Linked DNA regions of Mus musculus: all the other regions are linked to region 2. The links are chromatin contacts, called in public HiChIP or PLAC-seq and Micro-C maps. All regions are on one chromosome and are shown on one strand. The core of a region is the stretch at or near the end of the contact, and the rest is flanking DNA. Distances in the headings are between cores, read along the strand shown. Region 1 has its middle 12 kb from the start of Gm32141. Region 2 holds the start of Lrrc10 (leucine rich repeat containing 10). Region 3 has its middle 34 kb from the start of Cpsf6.

The links. A called contact is a pair of places that touch in the nucleus more often than the background predicts. HiChIP or PLAC-seq counts read pairs in DNA pulled down with a chosen protein or histone mark.
Region 1: an H3K27ac HiChIP or PLAC-seq map of microglia shows a contact between it and region 2, with 4 times the contacts expected there. The contact joins the enhancer-like site here to the promoter of Lrrc10 in region 2. A contact is called at or near these places in 2 of 484 Hi-C or Micro-C datasets (B cells and cortical neurons), 1 of 115 datasets of contacts at active chromatin or transcription factors (microglia) and 2 of 9 other capture datasets (embryonic stem cells and liver).
Region 3: a Micro-C map of embryonic stem cells shows a contact between it and region 2, with 3 times the contacts expected there. The contact joins the enhancer-like site here to the promoter of Lrrc10 in region 2. A contact is called at or near these places in 5 of 39 promoter capture datasets (the C10 cell line, embryonic stem cells, liver and 1 more), 29 of 484 Hi-C or Micro-C datasets (the G1E-ER4 cell line, LSK cells, Th1 cells and 15 more), 3 of 115 datasets of contacts at active chromatin or transcription factors (embryonic stem cells and epiblast stem cells) and 2 of 9 other capture datasets (adipose tissue and embryonic stem cells).

The regions. Positions count from the first base shown.
Region 1 is chr10:117,433,484-117,436,878 of GRCm38.p6, reverse strand. No RefSeq gene overlaps it. Among named protein-coding and RNA genes, the nearest start is that of Gm32141, 12 kb to the left of the region's middle. Within about 2 kb of position 1,313, at least 152 of the 459 cell types and tissues checked have an H3K27ac peak or open chromatin away from gene starts, as enhancers often do. A contact at or near this core is called in B cells, cortical neurons, liver and 1 more, where this site is marked.
Region 2 is chr10:117,043,389-117,046,722 of GRCm38.p6, reverse strand. It overlaps Lrrc10 (leucine rich repeat containing 10), which reads right to left and starts at 1,382. Exons shown (of 1, transcript NM_146242.2): 1 at 1-1,382. The coding sequence starts at 1,300. The coding sequence ends at 476. It overlaps Gm10747 (a long non-coding RNA gene), which reads right to left. Exons shown (of 3, transcript XR_872056.2): 2 at 2,928-3,167; 3 at 2,038-2,585.
Region 3 is chr10:117,341,160-117,344,499 of GRCm38.p6, reverse strand. No RefSeq gene overlaps it. Among named protein-coding and RNA genes, the nearest start is that of Cpsf6, 34 kb to the left of the region's middle. Within about 2 kb of position 1,424, at least 24 of the 459 cell types and tissues checked have an H3K27ac peak or open chromatin away from gene starts, as enhancers often do. A contact at or near this core is called in embryonic stem cells, epiblast stem cells, liver and 1 more, where this site is marked.

The sequences.
Region 1 (3,395 bases), core at 64-2,563, 390 kb before region 2:
TTAGACCTGGAGGTGATGAGAGGAGTCAGGTAATCCAGGAGCAAACTCAATAGACAATTGCCGTGGAATGCATACATTTACACACACACACACACACACACACACACACACACACACACACACACACACACACACAGAGAGATATGCTTAGAAACCTGTGGATAGAAGTAACAACCCTACTGTAAAACTTGAATGCATTAATGCTCTCAGTGTAATTGTCCCCTATCCCTCCACGATGTTCCCCGGAAGTGCTCTGTCTACTCAACAATGGACCAAAGTGCTGACTGAGTGCATCACATCCCAGACACTTGCTGTTGACACAGGAGAGTCCTGTGCTCCAGGTCCTCTCTGAAGGGTGTGCCCTTTAACGGAGAGAGGACCTCATTCTTGGTGCAGCCACCATGCCATGGAAAACAGATGCCCATAGCCGGGGAAACCTGGCTGGCTTGAGGACCGCCCTGGCTTTGTTCTGGAATGGGTGGAGGTTTGCTTCAGCAAGAGTTTGGGTTCTTCTACTTGAGATGCTGGCGATACGGAAGAATCCAGAGAGGACAGAGGGAGTTTGGGAGAACAAGGCTTGCCCTTCTGGGACAGATGGCCAAAGGCCAGCCACAGCAAGGAGATTTGATCCAGTGTTAGACCTGCCGCTCAAAGGCTAAACAGAGCGTGGGACCCCTAACGGCAGAACCTGGACTAAATGGTAGGTAACCAGGCATCTTGTGAAAACGCAGAGTGGGTGAGCCAGGTAGTTCAATTTTAAACTGAAGCAAGGAGCTCAAGAACTAGACGTGTCCTCAGAGAGAAGCGAGTGTTTAGCAGTTCCTGGAGTATCTAAAGGAGGCCGATGCAGAGCAGAACAACGTGGATTATTCAAGAGATCTAGAAAAGGAAGGTGTCAGCATAGTGCCGCGTGTGTGCGTGCAGCAGCATCACCAGAGAGCTGGGCCGGCGCCACATTCTGGGCTCTTGTAACTGTATTAGCCTTGTGCACTATGCACAGAGCAGACGGAAAACTGCCCCGAGGACTTGAAATTAATCTGTGTGGAATAAACATATTACACTGGATGCTCACAGGTACACGGTCAGTTCAGATAGGTAAGGCAGGCAGTACAGAGGCCAGCAAGATCAGAACTGGGGGAGGGCATCAACAAATCCAGAAAATATGAATCCAGTGTGGGGACGCGGACCTGCCCTTCCCCTTTGCTTGTATGTCACAAAAACTGCACGTTTCCTGATCACAGAGACACCCTCTTCCGACCTCAGCTTGCGGTGAGGACGTGGACTACCACACGGTGGCGCTGCCGTCTAATCGTTTGTCTCTTAGGTCATCCCGTTTGTCGTGATGGCCACCACGTGTGCGTTGACCGCCTCTTCTTCTTGTTAGCTTACAGGCTAAACGAGATCTGGGAGCCACCATGAAAGGGAGAATTCTCCCTGATGGAGTCGCAAGATTCCGGCCCTCGTCGCAGTGACATTTTTCTCTCATTGGTATGCGTGCTCTTCAGTCCCTCGGGACATTTCAATGATAGAGGTCAGCACAATCAACAAAGTCATATACTGTCACTGCTGAGGTCAGATTCCGGGCCACGGGAAGGCCTTCGGGTCATTTTTATTTACTCTGTCTCTTTGTTAGCGCAGAATTCTGAAGCTCTTACTGAGCTGACCCTGGTTGAGAGCATCGTGGCTTGACTTCCTCTTCTGCCCAGTCTTGCAGCTGATCCTGAGGGTACTCTTTAATAAGCACACTGAAAACAAGTCTGAAGCACCGCCATTATTTGAGAGAATGAAGTCAACACTCAAAGAGAAGCGGAAACCAGAGAGAGAGAGGCTGGGCACAGTCAACCGGAGAGCCAACTCTAATGCAGGCTTCCTGTGGTTTGACTTGTAACAACCAGATGGTTCACGTTTGAAAATATTCTGTCTCCAGGCTGGTTTGAGCCGGCTCTTTAAACAGATAAGAGGCGTCTGAACACACTGTATGGGCTATTCTTAAATATTAGTTTAAAGGATCCCTCGATTTAGACAGCTTGTTGAAATTCTTGTCTGATAGCACATACAAGCTACTTGAACATTCTGCATTTTGATTTCTTTTATTTTCTTTAAACTTTTTTATTATTAATTAACTTACTCATCTGTGTTGAGCCAGGGTCTCAAGTACCCCAGGCTGGCCTTGGACTTTCTATATAGCTGAGGATGGCCTGGATCTTCGGATCCTCCTGCGTGCTGGGATTACCGGCACGTGCGACCATACCTGCTTTCTGGAGAATAGGGAATTGAGCTGTGGACTTTGCACAAATTTAGCAAGCACTCTGCCAGCTCCCCCAACCCCAACCCCAACCCCTCACCCCAGCCTTGCTTGGTTTCTTCAGTGCTGAATTAACACTAGCAAGGACCTACTTCATGGCACTATTGGACGAATTAGATGAAGAAATACACGCAGGTTGCCTGGAACAGGGCTGGACACATTAGGAACCTCTTCAAGTTATTGGCTCCAGGTTCAGGTCACCCGTTACCTGGGACTTTCTAAGAAATACCTTTGCTGCTCTGAGGATTGGTAAAATCATGGCAAAAGATGACCAAGAACTCGTCTGGAGTTCCAGGAGGCGAATGCCTAAGGGAGCGAACTCAGTAGCAAGACCGAGGGACTCTGGCACAGGGGGGAGCCTAGGTCTCCTCAAGCTGTCCTTGGGCGGTGCTGCCAGCACCATATGCAAACAAGGTTCTGTCTTCACCAAAGCTGACTCTCCCCACCCTCACCCCCAAGTAGTACATTTCTGCAACATTGGCTAAACAAAAAAGGGCAACGAGAATGCACCTGCCAACCGCTAGCCTGAGGTTTCCGTTGAGCAGCGTTTATGGGGCAGTATATTATAGAGCAGGATTTTTTAATAAGCTATTTTTAAATAATAAATGAATATAGATTGTATAAAATCCCGTTGATGAGGTTGCTGTGAGGACAGCAGTCCTCCAAACCCCCCACCCCCTTAGGTTCTACGCCAACAATCATGATGCCATAAACAATTCCATTACTCCTTATTTATGTACTGTATCCAGTCTTGGTGTTTGTGTTGTGTTGTGTTGTGTTGTGTTGTGTTGATTTTTGGCTTTGGTTTTGTGTTGAGACAGGGGCTTTCTATGTAGTCCTGGAAGTCACCATGTAGCCCAGGCTGGCCTTGAACTCACAGAGATCCATCTGCCTCTGCCTTCCAAGTGCTAGGATTAAAGACCAAAAAAGATTTTGTAATGACGAGTTAATCATAAATCCTTTACAATTCATTCGTTGACTTAAAACATGAAATTTTAAGTTTCCTCTAGTTAATTCCTCATTTAATCTTATAAATTTTATATTTTTTAACCTTGAAAATAAATAAAAAAACATCACACACCAAAATTAA
Region 2 (3,334 bases), core at 133-2,632:
AAATTAGTAACAGCAGTACATTGGTACTATGCAGAAGTTCTCGGGAAGGAAAGAGGCATGAGAGCTAGAGAGAGCTAGAGACAGGCCACTGAGCAGCTGGTGGCGTTGTTTTCTTTATTTTAACAAATACAGTCTTTGAAGCACTCACCAGCCTTGTGACCAGCTACTCCTGCGTGGTGGAAGAGTGCTGTGGCTGGTCTTGTTCTTTGGTGTTTCAAAATAGCTCGTGTGAAGGAACTGCTTCTGGCACAGGAGTGACAGTCACCCTGGATTCCAGGCCAGCAACAGCACACACCTTCCCCCTAGGAAGAGGTGCTGGGGGCTGGAAATGTTTTCTTCGCCCTATTCCTTTACAGCATCTCACCTGGCTTTCTCTCCATCAGCCCTGGGATGAGCCAGGACCATCCCTTCCGCTCTAATGAGATGCCTTCGGAGCAGTGGGGTAACCTTTGAATTGGCCTTCAACCTCAGCTGTTCAAGAGCTGGAAGGAAGAAGGGGAGGAGGTGGCTCTTGATTCTCTTCCTTGGCCAGTGCGTACCGCCTAGCTTTTCTGGGGTCAGGCTCTGGTGTCTCCTCTGCCCATCTCCCAACACGGCGAACCCCTTTGCCCACCTTGGGGGCATTTCTGCAAGGATTGTGGTCATAGATGACCAGCTTCAGATTTGTCAAGTGGGCCAGGCTGGGGAAGTAGCGGATACTGTTCCGATCCACGTCGATCACCTCCAGAAAGGGCATGCGAAGCAGTACCGAGGGGAAGTCAGCTAGCTGATTGCCGGAGAGCCAGATGGTCCTGAGCTCGCGCAGGCGCCGGAGCTGGCCGGGTAGCAGACGTAGGGCGTTGGAACCGGCATGCAGGGTTTTAAGGAGACTCAGCTCACACACCACATCGGGCAGCCGGGTGAGGCAGTTGGATTCGAGCCACAGGGTCCGTAGGTTCTGGAGCAGGCTGAGCTCATCCGGGAGGTCACAGAGTTTGTTATTGCCCAGGTAGAGGATGCAGAGCTGTTTCAAGGTACACACCACCCGGGGGAGAGCTTTGAAGTTGTTGAAATCCAAGGCCAGGATCTGCAGGTTCTGCAGCTGTGCCAGGTCGGGAGGCAGGCTGTGAAGGTGGTTGTCGCTGAGGTAGAGCTTCACCAGCTCCGTGAAGGAGCACACGTGCAGTGGGAAGCGACGCAGCTGGCTCCCGCTCAGATCCACCATCCTGTCCAGGGGCATCTCCCGGAGGTCTCCCACCACATAACTCTGGCAGCGGTCGGTGGGGATGAAAGCCACGAAGGCCCGGATGGTGTTTCCCATGTGAAACGGGCTGCAAGGCGAGCCCCTGCCCACCAACTCTGTCAGGGAGTGGGCTGGCTGTGCTCACTGCTCGGGAACCCTTCTACCCTCTCTTTATAACCCGGAATTCGGTGACAAAAGCCAGTCACTTTGACAGAATAAAGTGCTCCTGATAGCAGCTTGAGTGTCTGGTGACAGGCCGGACAGGCAGGGTCTGGGACGTCCTGTCCAACTCACATATTTGTCTTTAATCACTTAAGCCCTGATCTCTTATCTACTCTCTCCTGATCTCCCGCCCCCCCCCCCCAAATTGAAAAAATACTGTGACAAAGGTGGAGAAGTAAAAATGAAAAACACCTATATTTGTACTATGTAGGTAAAACTGTAAATATTTGAATGCATAGTCATCTCCTTTGTGTTACAACTCACCTAACCCGAACAAGGCCCTGCTTCAATCCTGAGTGGGGCACAAAACAACAACAACCCGCTGCTAAGTTTTCCAGGATGCATCCTTCAAAGTGTTGCCAAAGGCCTACATCCTTTACAGATTTTCTCCAGTTCCAACAAGCCTTAACCAATATGTAATCAGAAGCAATGGCTTCTGATTTGTACAGTCTTGCTTTGTGTCCAGCTAGCGTCTTGCCACACTGTAAAAGGGTACATTTGAGCTGGAAGTGGAGTTCAGTGGTAGGGTGCTCGTATGGCAGAATTGAAGCCCTGGGGTCCGTCTCCATTTCTGCCAAAACGAACACACACACACACAAATCCTCTCTTTGACAAAGGACAAGAAGGAAGGCTGACTAGCCTTCAAAAGCATAGATTAATTAGAATGTAATTATTAATTAATTCATTAGAATGTAATGCACCCGGGGGGGGGGCACTTTCCAGAGGTGGGAACACTTTCCAGACCCATTTAAATGGCCATTAAAGCTCTGTACTTCTCGTCCATAATCGCGTCCAGTTGAGAAAAGCAACGATGAGCCAGACCGTTCCAAGAACGAGGGCCTCCAAGGTCTGGCTGCTGGGGGCTGGAGAGATGGCTCAAAGGTGGAGAGCGCGTGCTGCCCTTTGAGAGGACCCAGGTTCCACGCCAGCCCTCATATCCACGCCATATCCACGCCAGCCAGCCCTTGTATCTGATAGCTTACAACTGTCTTTAACGGCAGCTTTGGATGTGAGGTGTGGGGTGATGATCCAACATTGTCTTCTGGCCTCTGTGGGATCTTGCATGTTGTGTCCGGCCAGCAGATCATAGCCTGGGTTCTAGCTTGGAAAGGCATTCTGGAAACCTGGAAGAGAAGAGGGGCTAGGCGGCGAGAGAAAATGATGCAGCTAAGACAGGCATTCTGATCAAAGCTCAATTTTACTGTTCCGACACTCAGTTATGAAGGAAGGGGGAGGGGGCCCGATTCCCGCCAAATAATCTCGGAGTTCAGTAGCAGGGTGACCACGTGTGTGACTCCAAACAGCAAAGCGGCACGTTCCACCAGTGGGCGTGGCAGAACGATTGAGCGGGAAGCTCCACCCCTGAGCAAGCACACACACACACACACACACACACACACACACACACACACACACACACACAAATAAAGGTAACTATTAATTTAAAAATCTGTCTACTGGAAATGGATGCAGAAGTGCTTACTGTCTCCCAGATGTGGCTCTGTGCTGTACAGCAGGAAACAGGCTCCTCCCCCTCCTCCAGAGTCTTCCCCACTCACTGGCCAAATAATGTCACCTGGGGTGACTTTACAAGTCAGCAAAGTATGTGCAAATCACATGCTGAAACTGGCAGCACTTTGGGTCATCCCGGATGCCGAGTAAACTCTGGGACAGACGCTTCCCTCCTCACAGCCCCAGTGTCCCATTCAGCACCCCATGGAATCTGGGTAGGCGAAAAGTGAATTGACCAAGTTATGAGTCTCCTCCTTATAGTATTGTGTTAGACTATAGAGCTCCTCCTTATATTACCTTGTTATAGTATAGATCTCTTTGTATTACCCTGTTATAGTATAGATCTCTTTGTATTACCCTGTTATAGTATAGAGCTCC
Region 3 (3,340 bases), core at 175-2,674, 300 kb before region 2:
TAAAAGTTTGAATTAAATCCATTTGTGTGCGTGTACGCATGTGTGTGCCAGCCGTGGTCCAAGTGTGGAGATGGGAGGACAACGTGACGGGTTAGGTGGCATTACCTTCACTTGCTGAGACATCTGGGTAGAATTATAATCACCTCATCCTGAGATTATGAACCTCACTAGTCCTTTAGAATTAAAAACGTATTTGGATCATAGCTATAGTTACCAGTTAACCTGGGAACATTATAGGACATACTTTTAAATATCAGATTAGTTCTTCAAATATTTGATCCATTGGGGCTGGAGATATAACTCAGTTGTGTGGAGTATTTGCATACAATGCTGGAAGTCTGGGTTTGATACACAGCACCGTAATAGACCTGCTGCAGTAGGGCACATCCTAGCACTGGGATCAGGAGTTCAGATTTATCCCCATCTGATGAGATTCAGGCCATTTTGGGGTATATTAGAGTACTAAAAAAAGAAAGAAATACGGATATATAATAGTTGAAGTTGTAAACAATTTCTACTAATTTCTCAGTAACAGTGCTAAGTAATTTAGGTTAAAATAATGCATGTTACCTCCAGTGTTTGTGTAGCATTGTTAGGTTTGTTGTTACTGTTTATGCAGTTTTAAAAATAAATTATTTATTTACTTTATGCATATGAGTACACTGTAGCTGCCTGCCTTCTGGCATACCAGAAGAGGACATTGGATCCCTTTAAAGGTGGTTGTGAGCAACCATGTGGTTGCTGGGAATAGATTGAACTCCAGACCTCAGGAAATGCAGTCAGTGCTCTTAACCGTTGAGCCATCTCTTCAGCTATCTTTATGCATTTTAAAGTTGCATTCATTGGAATAATTTGAGGCTCTGTATCTATAGCCTTCATGGAACTGTGTAAAGTTAGTGGGAATATCTTAAAAGAATACATCAGACTAAAAAGGGAATCTGCCACAGCCAGGATTGCCTCAGACTTAGGCTATAGCTGAGGATGGCATTGAATTTGGGATCCTTCTACCGTGTTTAAGTGCTTCATAACAGTCATGGTGCCGTTGTCATTTTCTGCAGTGCTAGGGACTGAAACCAAGGCCTCCTGCATGATAGTCAAGCACTCTACCAAGTGGATTACAGCTCCAACCCAGGCAAAGCCATTTCTGCTAAACAAGGGATTTAAGCCGATTTTCCTAGTCTTCCTGCTTGGGTTTCCTAACCATGATTACGAAATAGCTACTTTGTGGGCCTTTTCAACTTTATCGTTCATTAGCGGTGCTTAGGAATTTGTGTATGCACATTGATTCTGATCAGGTATGCAGGATGAAAGATAAATAGTTTCAAAAGTCCATAAAGTCAGTTGGCTGTGCTACTATGTGCCTGTAATTGTCAGCACTTGGAAGTGGAAGGAGTGAATCTAGTTGGAGGCTAGCCTAAGTAAGTTACCAGTTAGCCCTGTTTATGTGTCTGTGTTGTCATGCAGGTACTTGCCTGTCAGATCAGAGTACAGCATACAGGGTTACCTCTTGCTTCCCACTTTGAGATACAGCCCCTTGTTTCTGCTGTACTGGCGCACCCCAGCCTAGCAGGCTGTGATCAGTTGGGGAATCTATCTGGACTCCAAATCTCAGTATGAGTGCTGAGATTTAAAATGTGTGCCACTGTATTCTGTTTCTGACTTGGGCTTTAGTAATTATGTTGTCAGACTTTTTTAGCTAGTGCTGCGTTTACCCAGTTAGACCCTACACTTAGTGGGAGGAAAGACCCCACACTCAGTTATAGAGAGCTTTAGCTTTTTCCTGAACATCACACTGAAATCTGAAGAGTGGGGCCTGATAAAGGGGAAGCACCACCTTTTGGAGAAAGAAAAAAAAGCCTGTGATTCAGTGTGCTAGGTAGGAATTTAAAGAATGCTTGTTTGCCTGGAGCAGGTATTGAAGAACATGCATACACGGGCCACAATTCAGTTAGCATTTCAAAGCATCTTTACAGATTCAATTGGGAAAGATGAGGTAGGTAGGACAGTGAAGTTTACAACTTAGTCAGGAGATGGAATACAAGGAAGAGAGAAAAAGTAAATGAGGTGGCATACAGTGAAAAATGAGAAGCTTGTATGATGTTGTGTCTGACAGTGCCGATGGAGCCCATTAGATGACATTTAAAGGGTGCACTTGGTATTTTTGCTGTCCATTTTAATTTTGAAGTTGAGAACTGGGGTTAAGTAATCTTTAGTTACAGTTAAAATGGAGATCAAACTAAGTTTGTAAGAATTTGGACCAGTGGTGACAGCGGTGTGAGGACGCAAACAAGCTACTCACTGAGATCAGTTGTATGAAGTACTACTTTTTTGGGCAGAAACAGAAAAATTATTTTCAAAGGAGAATAAATACATAAAAGCTTATAGGTTTGTACTTAGGTGGTAGGAAGTTTATGATATTCGTATTTAGTGATCCACCTACTTTGAACTAGAAATTGAGAATATTTTGTGTAGGTGCGGTTTGTATTTAGGCGAAGTAATTATCAAAGCTTGGCAGGTATTGAGTTTTAGGCTCCATTTTACTTGTGGCAGTTCATTTACATGCATCTATTTCGGAGGGGGGGGAGGTAGATGAATAAAGCTGTGGACAAAGGCTGTCAACTTGACTTTGCAGTTTGCTGCTTATCAGCCTAGCCACAACATTATAGCTTACCCATTCACTCCCTGTGTGAGGGTGTGTGTTAAAGAATGGGGTCATTTTTCATCACACTTTACAGAGGAAGCTCTGATGGGCAGAATGGAAGTTAGAAAATGCTCCGGGCCAGGCGTGGTGGCGCACGCCTTTAATCCCAGCACTCAGGAGGCAGAGGCAGGCGGATTTCTGAGTTCAAGGCCAGCCTGGTCTACAGAGTGAGTTCCAGGAGCAGCCAGGACTACACAGAGAAACCCTGTCTTGAAAAACCAAAAAAAAAAAAAAAAAAAAAGAAAAAGAAAAGAAAATGCTCCGGGATTCCCAATTTAGTTACTTGTCCATCCCTATCATGCTAAGCCCTACTGTCACAATTTTTACGTTATATTGATAATTGAACTGTAATTAGGAATATGTTTATAAATGTTCACTTCCTCAAATTTTGAGTTCCTATTCTCTACATAGATTTTGTGAGATGCTTTGTATTTAAGTCAGTGCATAGCAAGCAGCTCAAGTACTATTTCGTTTTCTTAAAGTGTCACATAAATATGCAGGGACAGAAGAATTGGCTTAGTGGTGAAGTGTGAACATTTTTGGGCAGGCATCCAAGCTTGATCCTCAGCATCCACATCACGTATAACCTACGTGAACACTTGCACGCATGTGCACAGATGCTACCTTTGTGATTATCTG